2 separate regions of the Triticum aestivum genome follow, and region 1 is linked to region 2. A link is a contact called in public Hi-C data. All regions are on one chromosome and are shown on one strand. The core of a region is the stretch at or near the end of the contact, and the rest is flanking DNA. Distances in the headings are between cores, read along the strand shown. Region 1 holds the start of LOC123122300 (protein STAY-GREEN, chloroplastic). Region 2 holds the start of LOC123122299 (polygalacturonate 4-alpha-galacturonosyltransferase).

What was found. Hi-C and Micro-C count contacts between places; a contact is called where the count stands out from the background.
Region 1: a Hi-C map of leaf shows a contact between it and region 2, with 7 times the contacts expected there. The contact joins the promoter of LOC123122300 here to the promoter of LOC123122299 in region 2. A contact is called at or near these places in 3 of 5 Hi-C or Micro-C datasets (leaf and an unstated tissue).

Annotation. Positions count from the first base shown.
Region 1 is chr5D:421,109,072-421,116,610 of IWGSC CS RefSeq v2.1, reverse strand. LOC123122300 (protein STAY-GREEN, chloroplastic) reads left to right here and starts at 5,278. Exons shown (of 3, transcript XM_044542480.1): 1 at 5,278-5,802; 2 at 5,913-6,254; 3 at 6,779-7,513. The coding sequence starts at 5,665. The coding sequence ends at 7,141.
Region 2 is chr5D:420,897,954-420,904,779 of IWGSC CS RefSeq v2.1, reverse strand. It overlaps LOC123122299 (polygalacturonate 4-alpha-galacturonosyltransferase), which reads left to right and starts at 3,518. Exons shown (of 9, transcript XM_044542479.1): 1 at 3,518-3,845; 2 at 4,670-4,695; 3 at 4,782-4,841; 4 at 5,020-5,227; 5 at 5,314-5,354; 6 at 5,452-5,786; 7 at 5,869-6,226; 8 at 6,307-6,826. The coding sequence starts at 3,680.

The sequences.
Region 1 (7,539 bases), core at 4,029-6,528, 210 kb before region 2:
CGTTTGGGAGATATTGCCATTTTTTTGGATCATTTAAATTTCTCGGATTAAATTTAACATTTTCCAAAAAGAAATACAAAACACTTTTCAATAATCATACACTATCCAATACTAATGTGAGAAAATTTCCGCTCATTTGGTCTGCGTGTTTGGGAGATATTGATAGTCTTAGTTGCACATTCAATTTGTTGGCTCAAAATTCAAATTTTCAATAAAAAAAACAGACCAAACTAGTAAATCATACATGCACACGGTACTTTTTGATATAGCTTACCACTCATGCCAAGTGGTACATGCACGCAGTACTGGTTTTGAAAAAAAAACAGCTCACTCGCATTTTTAGTTGACCGGTTGACGCGGAGGGTGTTTATTTTTTACATGTGACTCACAAGCAGGACCCGCCCATCAAGGATCATGTCATCTAGCAAAAATACGAGTTAGAGTTAGGTAAACATATTACAATAATAGATGGGGTTTGTGCGATAAAACACATAGTATGTGTTATGTACAAACCCCAACAGTTGGGGCAAGTTCTGATCTCCTCCAAACTTCACAAATCCAGCTTCTTTTTGTGGCTTCTAGCTTCACCCGGCGATCCAGAAACCGTTCTGCATGAATCAACTTCTCGTAACACCGGTGCTGGTTGTGGCCCGTTTGGCACCGATTGGGCACCGATTGGGCAGGCTATGGGCAGCTAATTCAGGCCCAGTGCACCGATTCGCTGGAGATCACTAGTTTCTTTTTCTTGAGCGAGGGGCAGCGAACCGTTATGTTTGGCGGTGGCAACACCTTGTAAATTAAGCAAACTTCTGATTTTCCAATCCGTGGAGCTGGGCGACGGTGCTTCACGTTTTTTTGCACTGCAATCAATCGTAGCCTCCTAAAGCTAGCTCCTCGGGCCAATTTCGTTCGGCTCGGATCCGCTCCAGGAATTTATGAAGCGTGGAGCGGGACGAGATCTGAACATGCCCTTGGTGGTTTCCGCAATTTGTTCGGTACATCTAGGTAATGCAAATATTTTAGGTCTAAAAAAGGCCTTTTTTGCTGGCTTTGTAGTATCAACCGAAATATATATATATATATATATATATATATATATATATATAAGTGAAAAATGTTGTTGTCTTGGTGATACGGTGAGGCGAGGGAAATGTTATTATGAAAAGTATGTCATCTTACTTAGTGCATGTTAGTTAATAGTTAATACTCCCTCCGTCCCAAAATTCCGTATTTAGACAAATCTAAGACAAGAATTTTGGGACGGAGGAAGTACTTATGAATATATGGAAAATCCATCCTACCACCCAGTGGTAGTTACCCCATATGTCTCATATACTATCATGTGGTATTATATATACTATTTTATTATTTTAAATATGTTCATATACTATATCTAAGATATATCAAAGCAAGTTTCATGAAAAAATTGCATATGAACTCATATTTTTGTTTTGTGAAATACGTATATATTTGTACGTAAAAAAAATACTCAAAACATGGTACAAACTACCTAAAAGTATATATACTACTTAATCATTGTTATATACTACATACTACCCGTACATACTCTCGGTTTCGACAGATACTACATACAACATACAAAACGCAAGTGGTGGTAACTACCACTGCTTGTAGAAAACATTTGTCATATACATATATATATATATATATATATATATATATATATATATATATATATATATATATATAAATTATATGGGACACCTAGGTGCCTGGGCACCTAGATGCCCGTTATAGTAAGTGATATTCATTATGCATGACATACAATCCACGACATATGACTTTCCAAAACTTTGTTTGCATGCACTATCAGCTCTAATAGGCAATTATTGCTTTCCAAAAACAATATCCTACTACTTTCCTTTGCATTGATTCCTTTCCAAACAAAAAGGGTATGTTTATTCCTTTCCAAACAAAAAGGGTATGTATATACGCTCTGATTTTTTAACGTATCAGATATGATCAAATAATACGAAATATTGTCGCAAATGTCTATATGTCTAATTACGACGTATATTATGCATTCTTCTGATGTTTTACTTTTCAAGGTTTGTAGTGTTAAAAAAATTAGGGCCGGGTCACACTTTTTGGCGACTAATATTTCTATTCAAAATAAGGCCATCAGATAATATAAAATGTAATCCTAATTATTTTTTACTTTTAGAAATATATATGATGCATGCTGAATATCTACACACAATTTTTTTTCCTACGTACATATACCCACACACAATTTTTTTAGTTTTAGGAATGTACGTTGCATGCCAATACCCATACGTGATTTTTCGTACATACATGGACCTAACATATCATACCCGCATACCCTTTTTCAATACATGCATGCTTTGAAGATATACATAAAAGTGATACACTTTGAACGATACATAACCCAAAAAAATGATACACCATTTTTAATACACGTAAATTATTTTGAGACATACCCGTAAATGATATTGGAGATATACCCAGAAATAGTACAATTTACATATACGATAGATATTGACCAGGTATATGAAAAAGTTAGTACGTGACTAGGTATACAATTTTTATAGGTATATGAATTAGTACGTGACTAGATATACGATTTTTATAGGTATATAAATTACTACGTGACGAGGTATATGAATTTTTATAGGTATATGAATTAGTACGTGAATTTTTATAGGTATATGAATTAGTACGTGACAAAGTATGTAAAAAAAATAACACATCAATAAAATACACGCACCATGCATGGACCATTAATTGTTGATTTTCTCTTTCTTGTTTAATGAGGGCATTAAGTGTCCAGATCAAGCAATAATTCTTTCCTAATTAAAGTGTCAACGTTTAATCCATTAGTTCTAGTACTAATACATGTGCACGCATCTTAATGTAATCCGACGGTTTGTATGCAAGGTGCCCAGGCATATATATATATATATATATTGTGTTACTATTCATCATCCAGGGTGCAGAATAAGTTATTCTTCACCCGAGGTAATCTTATGATCATATCATAATTAAATTACGTTTAGAATTCAAATAGTTACATTCCTATTGATTCATTACGTAAAATTTGGCATAAAAAATAAAAATATAGGTCATAAGGCAAGAAAATTTGCAGTTTATGTGTATTTTACACTATGTTTTTATGTTTGTAATTTTACATAACATGAAATATTTTTTACGATGATTATATATATTATTACGGTCTCTTTTTATGTCGGAAATAAGACAAAACTTACGAAACGTAAAATTACGGTGCATTGATGGTAAAATAGAGGGGGTGAAGAATAACTATTCCTCACCCAGGATGACGAATAGTCAATCCCTATATATTTCATACGTAATAAGAGAGCGTAACAAAATATGTAATCACCGTAAAAAATATTTTATGTTACGTAAAATTACAGACATAAAAATAGTGTAAAATATACATAAAATGCAATTTTTCTGGTCTTATGATCCGTATTTTTGTTTTTTATGTCAAATTTTACGTAGTGAATCGACATGAATGTAACTATTTGTATTCCATATGTAATTTTTTTATGAAACGATCGCAAGATTACCTCGGGTGAAGAATAATTTATTCTACCCTGGGTGATGTATGTATATATATATATATATATATATATATATATATATATATATATACATCCATTTTGCATATGTATTTCTTATTATTAGTTGCTCATAATAAGATGTTTTTTTAAGACACACATATTGGTGAAATGGCATCTCTTCGTGGAAAAACAGATCTAGTTTGTAAATATGCGATCATTAAAATTGCTTTAACTGCGCAAGGCAAAGCAATGTAATAAAATTTAACATTTTTATTTTTATGCACTTCAACAATCTAAAGTTTGCAATGCTATGTTTAAAAAATGTAAAGTATATATATAAACATTCACAATAATCTCGCTAGAAACATGTAGTAATACCCGCAGCATTGCACGGGCTTTACACTAGCCTTCTACGTAAATAAATCTATATAAATGTGTGGTGTCGGAGCTCTCTGCCCTCTTGACGATATTTCGGCAAAGGAAATGGATAGAAGTGTACTACCTCCGTCCTGGTTTATTTGTCTTAGTCGTTTTTTGTGCCGAATTTTGACTAGAAATTGAACTAACAAAATATAAATGCATGTCACCAGAAATTATGTCGTTGGATTCGTGTTTGAACATAATTTACAAATTTAAGATTAAAATGCAAAATATGAAGGTGCCAATAAACCAAGATGGAGGTATTATATCTCACTGTCTTTGCATGGCAGGGTCCAAGCAGCCAGATGACTATTTAGCTGTCAACAGGTTATTAGGCACATGTGTTTCCATTTGGTACATCGGACTTACGTGGACATATATGGCAAGGGGTTAGTGCGATGATCGTTCCGTCTTGGGTCAGACAAGAAAAGGTTCCACCACATTTCTTGCGTTTGACATCCACTTGGTGCAGTGCAGTGCACGTATACAGTCAAACCATGCACAGTATATACGCCCAACTTCTCATTACGCAACTGTACCGTGAAGCATCCTCACTCTATGCACCACCGTAGTCGCGTGTGGAACGACGACGCACTGAAAATATCTTGGCGCGCAATAAGTTTGCCAGTACGTTGCTCCAATAATTCAAATACAGTACCCGTACTGCATGCGATTGAAGGCCAAAACTGAGGCAACCTAGACGAGCACAATAAAATACCACTTTGTCCCGTATAACCTAAGACGTTTTTGCAGTCTTATATTATAGGACGGGAGGAGTATTTTTTTTGCATGATAGGAACTCCTTAGTAAAAATGTAAAATATGACGAGCACAGTTGAGCATATTTTGGTGGGAAAAAATGGTGTCAGGCTGCCCCGAAAGAACACTGGACCCTATGCACAGCACAGGCAAGTAGACGTACGCTACCACAATACGGGAGTACACGCGGATGACAAGTGGGACCAGCAGCCACGTGGGCCACGGCACGTGTAGAGCTAAACCACGGTCAAGCCTCGCTCCCACCAATGGAGAGACGCCACCTGCCGGCACAAGGAGACATCCAAGCGTTCCTCGCTCCTTCTCGCACCGACGCACCAATCCCAAATCACCGGAGTTTCTCCCCACTCGCAGGCAGTCCCCGGCACGCCACCGATCACTTGCCCGCGTTTCCCTCGTTCGTCCGGTCCGCCCCGCCCCGCCCCGCGACGGAGCTTTCCTCGCCCCGCACACAACCGCGACGTTTCGCGACCCCTCACTCCACCACCACCACGGCACCACCCTCCTCCTTCCTTGACCCCTGCCCTACCCTAACCGCCCCCCTATAACTCTGCTAGCCCGAGCTGACCGACGAGCAGTGCAACAAACGACGAATCCTATTGAGCTCCCCCCTGTCTGTGCCTGTGCCGCACGCACACGCGATTCCACTCGGCTGAACCTGGTCGCCGATCGATTTCTTCTTCCGGTTGAGCGAGGCGTGCAAGCTACAGCGTGCTGCCCCTAGCTCGCTCCCCGCCGCTTGGTTAACTAGCCGGCGACCCCGGCTGCCGATCCTGCTTCATAGGCTCCATAGGCTTCCTTTCTTGGCCCCTGCTTCAGCTCCCACTTCTGTCTGCCTCCGAGGTGAAAGTAAGAGCGGAAGAACCTGACTGGTACCAGGGGAGCTAGCTAGCCTAGCAAACATGGCCACCGCCTCCACCATGTCCCTGCTCCCCATCTCGCACCTCAAGCAGCTGCAGCAGCAGCGGCGCACGCGGCTCGCCAGCGCGCGCTCCGGGAAGGTGGTCGTGCTCGGCCGCCGGAGGCGACACGTCGTGCCGGTAAGATGAACCACATCCACCCACCGTCTCCTCCTCTCTAAGTCTCTATCTCCCGCCGGTGGCTTGATGGACTGACGAACACATCCGATGCTCTGTTTTGTGGGTTGCAGAGGGCCCGGCTGTTCGGTCCGGCCATCTTCGAGGCGTCCAAGCTCAAGGTGCTGTTCGTGGGGGTGGACGAGGAGAAGCACCCGGGGAAGCTGCCCCGGACCTACACGCTCACCCACAGCGACGTGACGGCGCGGCTGACGCTGGCGGTGTCGCACACCATCCACGCCGCGCAGCTGCAGGGCTGGTACAACCGCCTGCAGCGGGACGAGGTGGTGGCCGAGTGGAAGAAGGTGCAGGGCGCCATGTCGCTGCACGTCCACTGCCACATCTCCGGCGGCCACTTCCTGCTCGACCTCATCGCGCCGCTCCGCTACTACATCTTCCGCAAGGAGCTCCCCGTGGTACGTCCCAACCTGCCAACGTCGATCGCCCCACTGGCACTACGTGGGCACCCGCACATCCACATAGTATTTTCTTCCAAGGCCACGAATTTCTTCGCTCTGCGAGTGTTTTTGGCCACGAATTTGATGGCCAATTTCTTCAGCATCATGATTCTCCATAGCGTGATCAACACACAGTGTCTTTATGTCCGTGTCACCATTATTTTGGCCTCGTACAGTTTCAACATGTGCTAGCTAGCTGTGGGCTTTGAACTAGGCCATCTTTTGCTTTGCACTCTTGTCTGCCGCCTTGGGAAGGCTAAATTTTGGACAGAATCTCCTGAGTTAATCATACTACTGCGATCTCAAGCTGATCGATGCCTTATTAACAAAAGTTGCAGATAAAGATTAAATGTGCAGCGATTTATAAAGTAGTAATTGTAGAAGTTCCAATATTATCTGCAAAATTTGCTGTCGCTAGACAGTGAAGTAGTAGCTGCTTGTTCTTTTGGCACATCTTCTGACTCTGCCTTTGGTTTGGGCAGGTTCTGAAGGCGTTCGTGCACGGCGACGGCAGCCTGTTCAGCCAGCACCCGGAGCTGGAGGAGGCCACGGTGTGGGTCTACTTCCACTCCAACAACCCCAACTTCAACCGCGTCGAGTGCTGGGGCCCGCTCCGCGACGCCGCCGCGCCCTACGACGACGACAACGCCACCGCCGACTCCCCAGCCGCCGACGCGGCCGTAGCGACCACGGCAACGGCCGCAAACGAGCAGGCGATACGCGCGGGCCAGTGGCCGCGGCGGTGCCCCGGGCAGTGCGACTGCTGCTTCCCGCCCGAGTGCCTCATCCCCTGGCCGCAGGAGCACGAAATGGCCGCCGACGCCGGCCAGGCGCCGCCGCAGTGACATGGCCCGGACATACTACGTAGACTAGCCGAATTGTTCAGCCTGCGAGAAGAAGGTACATACACGCAGCGCATGCATTGGCGGCAAGAAAGCACCATTGCATGCATGCATGCGCTGCGCTATTCTTTAATTGGTAGAGCTTGATAATTAATTAGCTCAGCTCTAGTGCATGCTTAGGTTAGTCAGGCAAATGTAATACCATGCGTGTGTCCTGTAAATACAACTATTTAGATGGCGAGCAAGCGTATCATTTGGGGGTAAAAGTTAAATCAAAGGTCGGTCTGCAAGATAGGCAGTACTAGTAGCAAGATTTCACAGTTTCATTTGTACAATGTTGACACTTGGAAGTTGGAACACGGCCGGGTTTGTGTACGTAGTGGAATAAGCATGCGTGAGTA
Region 2 (6,826 bases), core at 2,269-4,768:
GGGAAGGGGGGACGGGGAGGGGCTCACAGCGGAGCGTAGGGGGCGGCAGTGGGCTCGAGGAGTGCGGGGGGCGGTCCGGCGATGTCGAGGGGGCGCTTGGGCCGTCCGGTTGGCTAGCTGGGCCGGATGGCCAAGCGCGGGGAGGGGGTTTTCTTTGTTTTAAATTTTTATAACTAGCCTTTAGCTTTTTTATTATTAAATTTAGCCTCAGCTTTGTATTTTCTTTTAGTAACAAATGAGTTTTGTTTTGAACAAAACTTGGCACATAACTCTAACACAATATAATGAGATGGAAACAAAAATATGGAGTGAAAAGGAGACGTCTAACCATTTATAGAAATTGAAAAGATCAATTTTAAATGCTGCTGGACCACTAAATAATTTTGAGGGGCACTCTGGGAATCCAAAAGAGGTTGTTTCCAACATGAAAATATCCAGGGATTATTTACCACACCTTGAACATTTTTATTTTGAAGTTTGACAAATTTGAATTTTGATTTTAGATTGGATTTGAATTTGAATGGTGATTTGGATCAAGTGAAGGTTAGCAACAGTAACATGATGACATGGCACCATTAACAGAGAATTATGTAGCATGACACTAGGGGTGTTACAGAGGGTACGTGGACACACTCTCCTCGCTCGTTGCTATGCATTTTTTAGATAGATCTTGCGTGATCATAGGAATTTTTTTAAAATAATGCGTTCCCAACACACACAAGATAGCAAACGAGAAACACAGGCTTCGGGAGGAGCAGGCCTACCTGGGAGACCGCTGGAATGAGCTCTTCCAGACGAGGAGGTGCTCGAGTCCAAGTTGAACCAGGCAATGAACAATAAAGCGTCGCCTCGCTACTATAAGAACCTAATGAAGGACCACGACGAGGCTGCCGAGGAGAGCACAATGTCCAAGCGCCAGAAGGCCAAGGGTCTGCATAAGGAACATTGTGTACATTAGGAATATTTTACATTTTGTTTCATACACATTGTACATTTTTTATACATCAGGAACATTTTTTACATGTTTAATATTTTCCAAATACATGATTAATAGTTTTTAAAATATAAGTTTTTATTTCTAATTTTTATACACATTATACGTTTGTGTATACATTAGGAACATTATCTTACACTTTTAACATTTTCAAATACATGATTAATATTTTTTAAATATATGTTTTTGATTTATTTTTTCTGAATATGCCTGAACAATTTTTCAAATACACGTTGAACATTTTTTAACTGATAGGAAGCATTTTTTCAACTATGTGAAACATTGTATAAACATTTTCTAAAAATGTTACAAACATAATTTTTTGAAACGTGTGAACATGTTCTTTAAAATGTCACATCATTTTTAAATGGTACGAAACATTTTCTAATTATGCAAACATTTTGTTTACATTGCATAAACAGTGTTTAAGTGTCATGAACATTATCAATATTTTTTAAAAGTTGCGTGAAGATTTTTCAAACAGCACATTATCATTTATTTTAATGCATGATAAATTTAGCTAATAATTTTGGACTGTTACACCTTCCGACCATTTTGAATTTAATCCAAAATGCAGAATGATTATTTTCCAACTAATCACACGCCTGACCAAGCGAGCGCATGCCGTCGTGTCTCTTTCCTAGCCCACAAGCGAATACCGGGACTCATAATGCATGCAACACACACAAAAAATAGATGATGTCAGCAAAATATTTTTTTGAAACTTTGAAATATTTTATAGGTCAAACCGTTGGTGAGATTGAAAAACTTTTTTCATATGAAAATTTCGTCGTGACAAGACTTTCGAAACTAGATCCATGTTTATATGTTTCAATGACTTTTTTTGGGTCAAAAGTTATCACGTCTGGACTACGTAAATTATCATGGTTGTGGTACATAAGTTATCAAGTTGTTTACGCCTAAAACTACCAAGGCATAAAAGTGGTTCCTCTAACTTTCTCCTCACATGCACATGCATGTATGCACTACAGGACAAAGAACTGATATTATAATATATTCTCCCCCATTTGAAAATGCAAAAGTTTTGTAGTCCAGACGAAACTTGTGCCCTTACGTCCTCAGTAGGCAACGTATGCTTCGACAAACGTCATAGGAACATTCTTATCTTGGCTGGAAACTGAGTGTTCCATAATAGCTTCCATGATTTCTCGTCCCTACGCGAACTGGAAGAACCCGAAGTGCCATCTAGCCATGCTTCTCTCCGCTGCCGCGTCGTCAACAACATTCCATAGGCCGAGCAGACCGAGAAAGAGTCGTTTCTCTCAAAATTCCATGCCTAATAATCATTGATATTCCTTGTACATATGGGGATCACCATGATAGCTGGAACATCAATGGGCAGTAAAGTTTCTTCGACTCTCTGTATATCCCACGTGGCCGTCGTGGAGTCAATGAAGTCCGATGCTAATCTATGAGGTTACTGCACCTTGCTGCCGTAGGGGCGCATCATCTCGTCTCTGGGGATCCAATTCTCCATCCATACATCTATGGAAGCTCCGTTGCTTATGCGCTTAATGAGTGCTTGTTTTAGAACTTCCATGCCTTCCATGATGGACCTCCATATTTGACTTGGGTGAGACCTAATGTTTGCATGCAATATAGATGATGTTGGGAAGTAGACACTTTCAAGAATGCGAGCACCGAGGGACTCAGGTAGTTGGACGATTCGCCAGCCTTGCTTAGCAAGCATTGCCAAATTAAACAATTCGAAATCCTTGAATCTCAAACCATCCAACGCTTTGGGTTGTGTCATATCCTTCCAAGAGACCCAGATTGGCTGTCGATGGCCATCTTTACATCCCTACCCGAGTTTCCTTATCAACATGTTTAAGTGCTCACATAGACCCCTAGAAAGCTTGAAGCAGGACATGGAAAAGACTGACACCGCCTGCGCCACAGATTTAACCTAGACTTTTTTCCCACAGTGGATAAGGTTTTTTCGATCCAGCCTTGAATTTTGCTCCATAAACGATCTTTCAAAAACTTGAAAGCATCATTTTTTACGATCCCACATCCGATGTCATTCCCAAATATTTCTCATGCAGTGTTTCGTTCGGTACTTGGAGCAAACCCTTGATTTCAGCTCGAATATTTTCTGGAACCCCTTTGCTGAAGAAGATGGAAGATTTGCCATAGTTGATTCGTTGCCCCATCGCTTGACAATGAATATCTAGCACCTTTTGTTTTTGAGAAACATGAATATCTAGCACCTGGTTACCTGCAAAAAAAAATATCTAGCACCTGGTTGACCTTATTTGCACCCCACACTGATGAACAAAATCTACAGAATTTAAGCCGCCAACAGGCCCACACATCCGTCGTAGACCCATCAATAAGGCACCAACCGGCCCACACCTCCGTCGTGGGCTTCGATTGCGTAGGTCCATGAATAAGGCACCAACCAACCGGCCCACACTTCCGTCGTGGGCTTCGATCGCGTAGGCCCAGATACCGCAGTACCCAAGACCAAACCAAAGCGATACGCGATCTTTCCAGAATTCCTCCCTTGCCATTCGTGGCTAACCCACGCCACTACCCACACTCCCCCGCAGGCGAGGGCGAGAGAAGGGGGGAAAGTGCGCGCGCCCCTCGCCGCCGCCGCAGCAGCATTCCGACCGGATCGGACCAGGGCCCTCCCCCTCCGCCCGCGACGCGTCGCCGGAGATGGCGTCCCCGAAGCGGCTCCCGTACTCCTCCGCGGGCGCTGGCGGCGGAGCGAGGCGCGGCTCCGGCGCGCTGCCGCCGGTCGTGGTCCTCGTCTTCCTCTTCGTCCTCGCGCCGTCGATCTTCTTCGTCGTGCGCAGCGGCGGCCACGTCCACGTCGCGTCCGGTTCGCCCCGCCTCACTCCCCAGGCCACTTTTGTTAGAGAAACCACTTCCTGTGCCATGGATTTCGTACGAGGCGCCATCGATTCTTAATTTCGGGTCCCGTTGCGTCTAGGCTGGTCCACCCGCGCTTGGATTCGCCTGGGCCGCGAGTTTGATGCGCTTCGCGGGTTTGATTTGGCGAGGGTACCTCGAGAGTGGAGTCCGCCGTGTAGATTTGATTTAAGTGGTTCAGGATTGTTATTCAGCAATTGATGCGGGTTGGCCTCAGCCTGTGGGCACTTCCTAGGGTTAGATGGGAACTGTAGCTGCAACGTGTTGCTTGGTTGTAAAACCAAAAGGTAATAGACGGAGCTGTGAATGATCACGAACCTGTGAGAGGCAGTGGACGTTCTGATTCAAGAGATCTGGATATCCTTGTCCTGTTTTGCTCTCTTGGTGCCAGGTTTTATTTCAATTGTAGGTTGGATGCTGCTGTTAGGAGAAGCCGCAATGCATACCCATGGCATAGTAGTAGTGATAACAAATCAAACCTACACTTATCTGTGCAAACTGAACCATGATGGGACGAAAAGGATAAGATTGTCTTAAGCATATCGAGTTGTCTTTTGCTTTATCGTCGGCTAAAACCTTACTTTCCTTTTTTGTTGTTAGCTGTTACTACCTCCGCTCTAATGACATTTTGGTAGGCTAGTTTAGCCTACCAAAACGTCATATATTTTAGAACGGAGGTAGTAGCATTTAGGAACAATGTTTGTTGTAATGTTTGATAGCAACATTTTATTAACTTAAGATAAATAAGTGATGTCATATTTTGTTCGTTTGCAGATCCCAGGGGTGCTGATGGCAACCAGGTATTTATCCATTCTAAAAGGGAGTCAAATTTATTTTACCAGCCTTACTTTTTACGATTCGTCTCACATTGAAGCCTGTCTTGCAGGAAACAGATTGGCAAGAGCAACTGGCAACAAACAATCTGAAATCTGTTTTGTCTAAGGAGGTCAGAACATCTTGCAGTTAGTAGTGTACATGCCCATCTTTCAATTCTATATTTCTGTTTTATGAGGCTGTACTTAGTTTAGACTATCTTGTTCGAACTGTTATGCTGTTCAACATATGAAACCTTAAGTTTCTTCAATTCCTCTGTACTTATAGTCATCCAATTTATTGATCTTCAGGTAATCGATGCTATAGCTGCTAGTCAACAAGAAACAGGCACTCTGAATCTTGACTTCTTTAGGGATCATCCCTCTCCTTCTTGGAAAACTGATGATCTAGTTGATCACAAGATGAATACTAATTTGGTTGTTGACGACAAGGCAAAAGCTCAAAACAGTTCTGCAGAACATGTACCTCTAATATATAAAGCACCCAAGGATGGTTCAGGTATAGATATAATTGTTTTTTCTTCTTCAAGTTATTCACTTACATAATTTAACTAAGTAGAGATAATAAAGTTATTGTCCATGCAGATGGACATCAAGTTGATACAGCAGCAAAAATAGCTCGAAGGGTAAGTAACTGATATATATGTTAATACATTCTTGTCTCTGTTGATAACTTGATATAAATCTTTCATATGACGTCTTGGTACTATTTGGTTGATACAGAAACTACGGGAGATAAGGCGGGAAAAGAGGGCAATGGATTTAGTACGGAAAGATGATGAAGCGCTTGTTAAGCTGGAGAATGCGGCTATTGAGCGATCAAAGGCTGTAGATTCTGCTGTCCTTGGGAAATACAGCATATGGAGAAAAGAGAATGAGAATGAGAACTCAGATTCAACAGTCAGGTTGATGAGGGACCAAATTATTATGGCTCGTGTTTACTCTGTGCTTGCAAAATCAAAGAACAAGCATGGTCTTTATCAAGAACTGCAGAGCCGAATCAAGGAAAGCCATCGGGCCGTAGGAGAGGCTACTGCAGATGCTGAACTTCATCGCAGGTGTGCTGCGTCGAAAGTATTATTGCTTATTTCTTACTCAGTTACCTTGTTCCTCTCTTTTCACAAGTATGCTACTTTACAGTGCACCTGATAGAATGAGAGCGATGGGTCAAGTTTTAACCAAGGCCAGAGAAGAATTGTATGATTGCAAGGTGATAAGTCAGAGACTAAGGGCAATGCTTCAGTCAGCAGATGAACAGGTCAGGAGCTTGAAGAAGCAGAGCACATTTCTCAGCCAGTTGGCTGCAAAGACGATTCCAAACAGCATTCACTGCTTGTCTATGCGCTTAACAATAGATTACTATCTCCTTCCTGTGGAGAAACGGAAGTTCCCGAGGAGTGAAAACTTGGAAAATCCAGAGCTCTACCACTATGCACTTTTCTCGGACAATGTCTTGGCTGCCTCTGTTGTTGTAAACTCAACCATCATGAATGCTAAGGTAATTTTCAAGATTCTCCTATCAATGCACTCTTGTATGATAGCTGTTTCTAACGATAATGGTCGATACAACTTTTTCAGGAGCCTGAGAAACATGTTTTCCATCTTGTGACTGATAAGTTGAACTTTGGAGCCATGAACATGTGGTTTTTGCTGAACCCACCTGGCAAGGCCACTATCCATGTTGAGAATGTGGATGAATTTAAGTGGTTGAACTCATCGTACTGTCCTGTTTTACGTCAACTGGAGTCTGCTGCCATGAAAGAGTTTTATTTCAAGGCTGATCGTCCCACCACTCTTTCAGCAGGTTCTTCAAACCTAAAGTACCGTAACCCCAAGTACCTTTCCATGCTGAACCACTTGAGATTTTATCTCCCAGAGATCTATCCAAAGTTGGATAAGATACTTTTCCTCGATGACGACATAGTTGTGCAGAAAGATTTGACAGGATTGTGGGATGTTGATCTAAACGGAATGGTTAATGGTGCGGTGTTTACCTGTGGAGAGAGTTTCCACCGTTTTGACAAGTATCTTAACTTCTCAAATCCACACATTGCTCGGAACTTTGATCCTAATGCTTGTGGTTGGGCTTATGGGATGA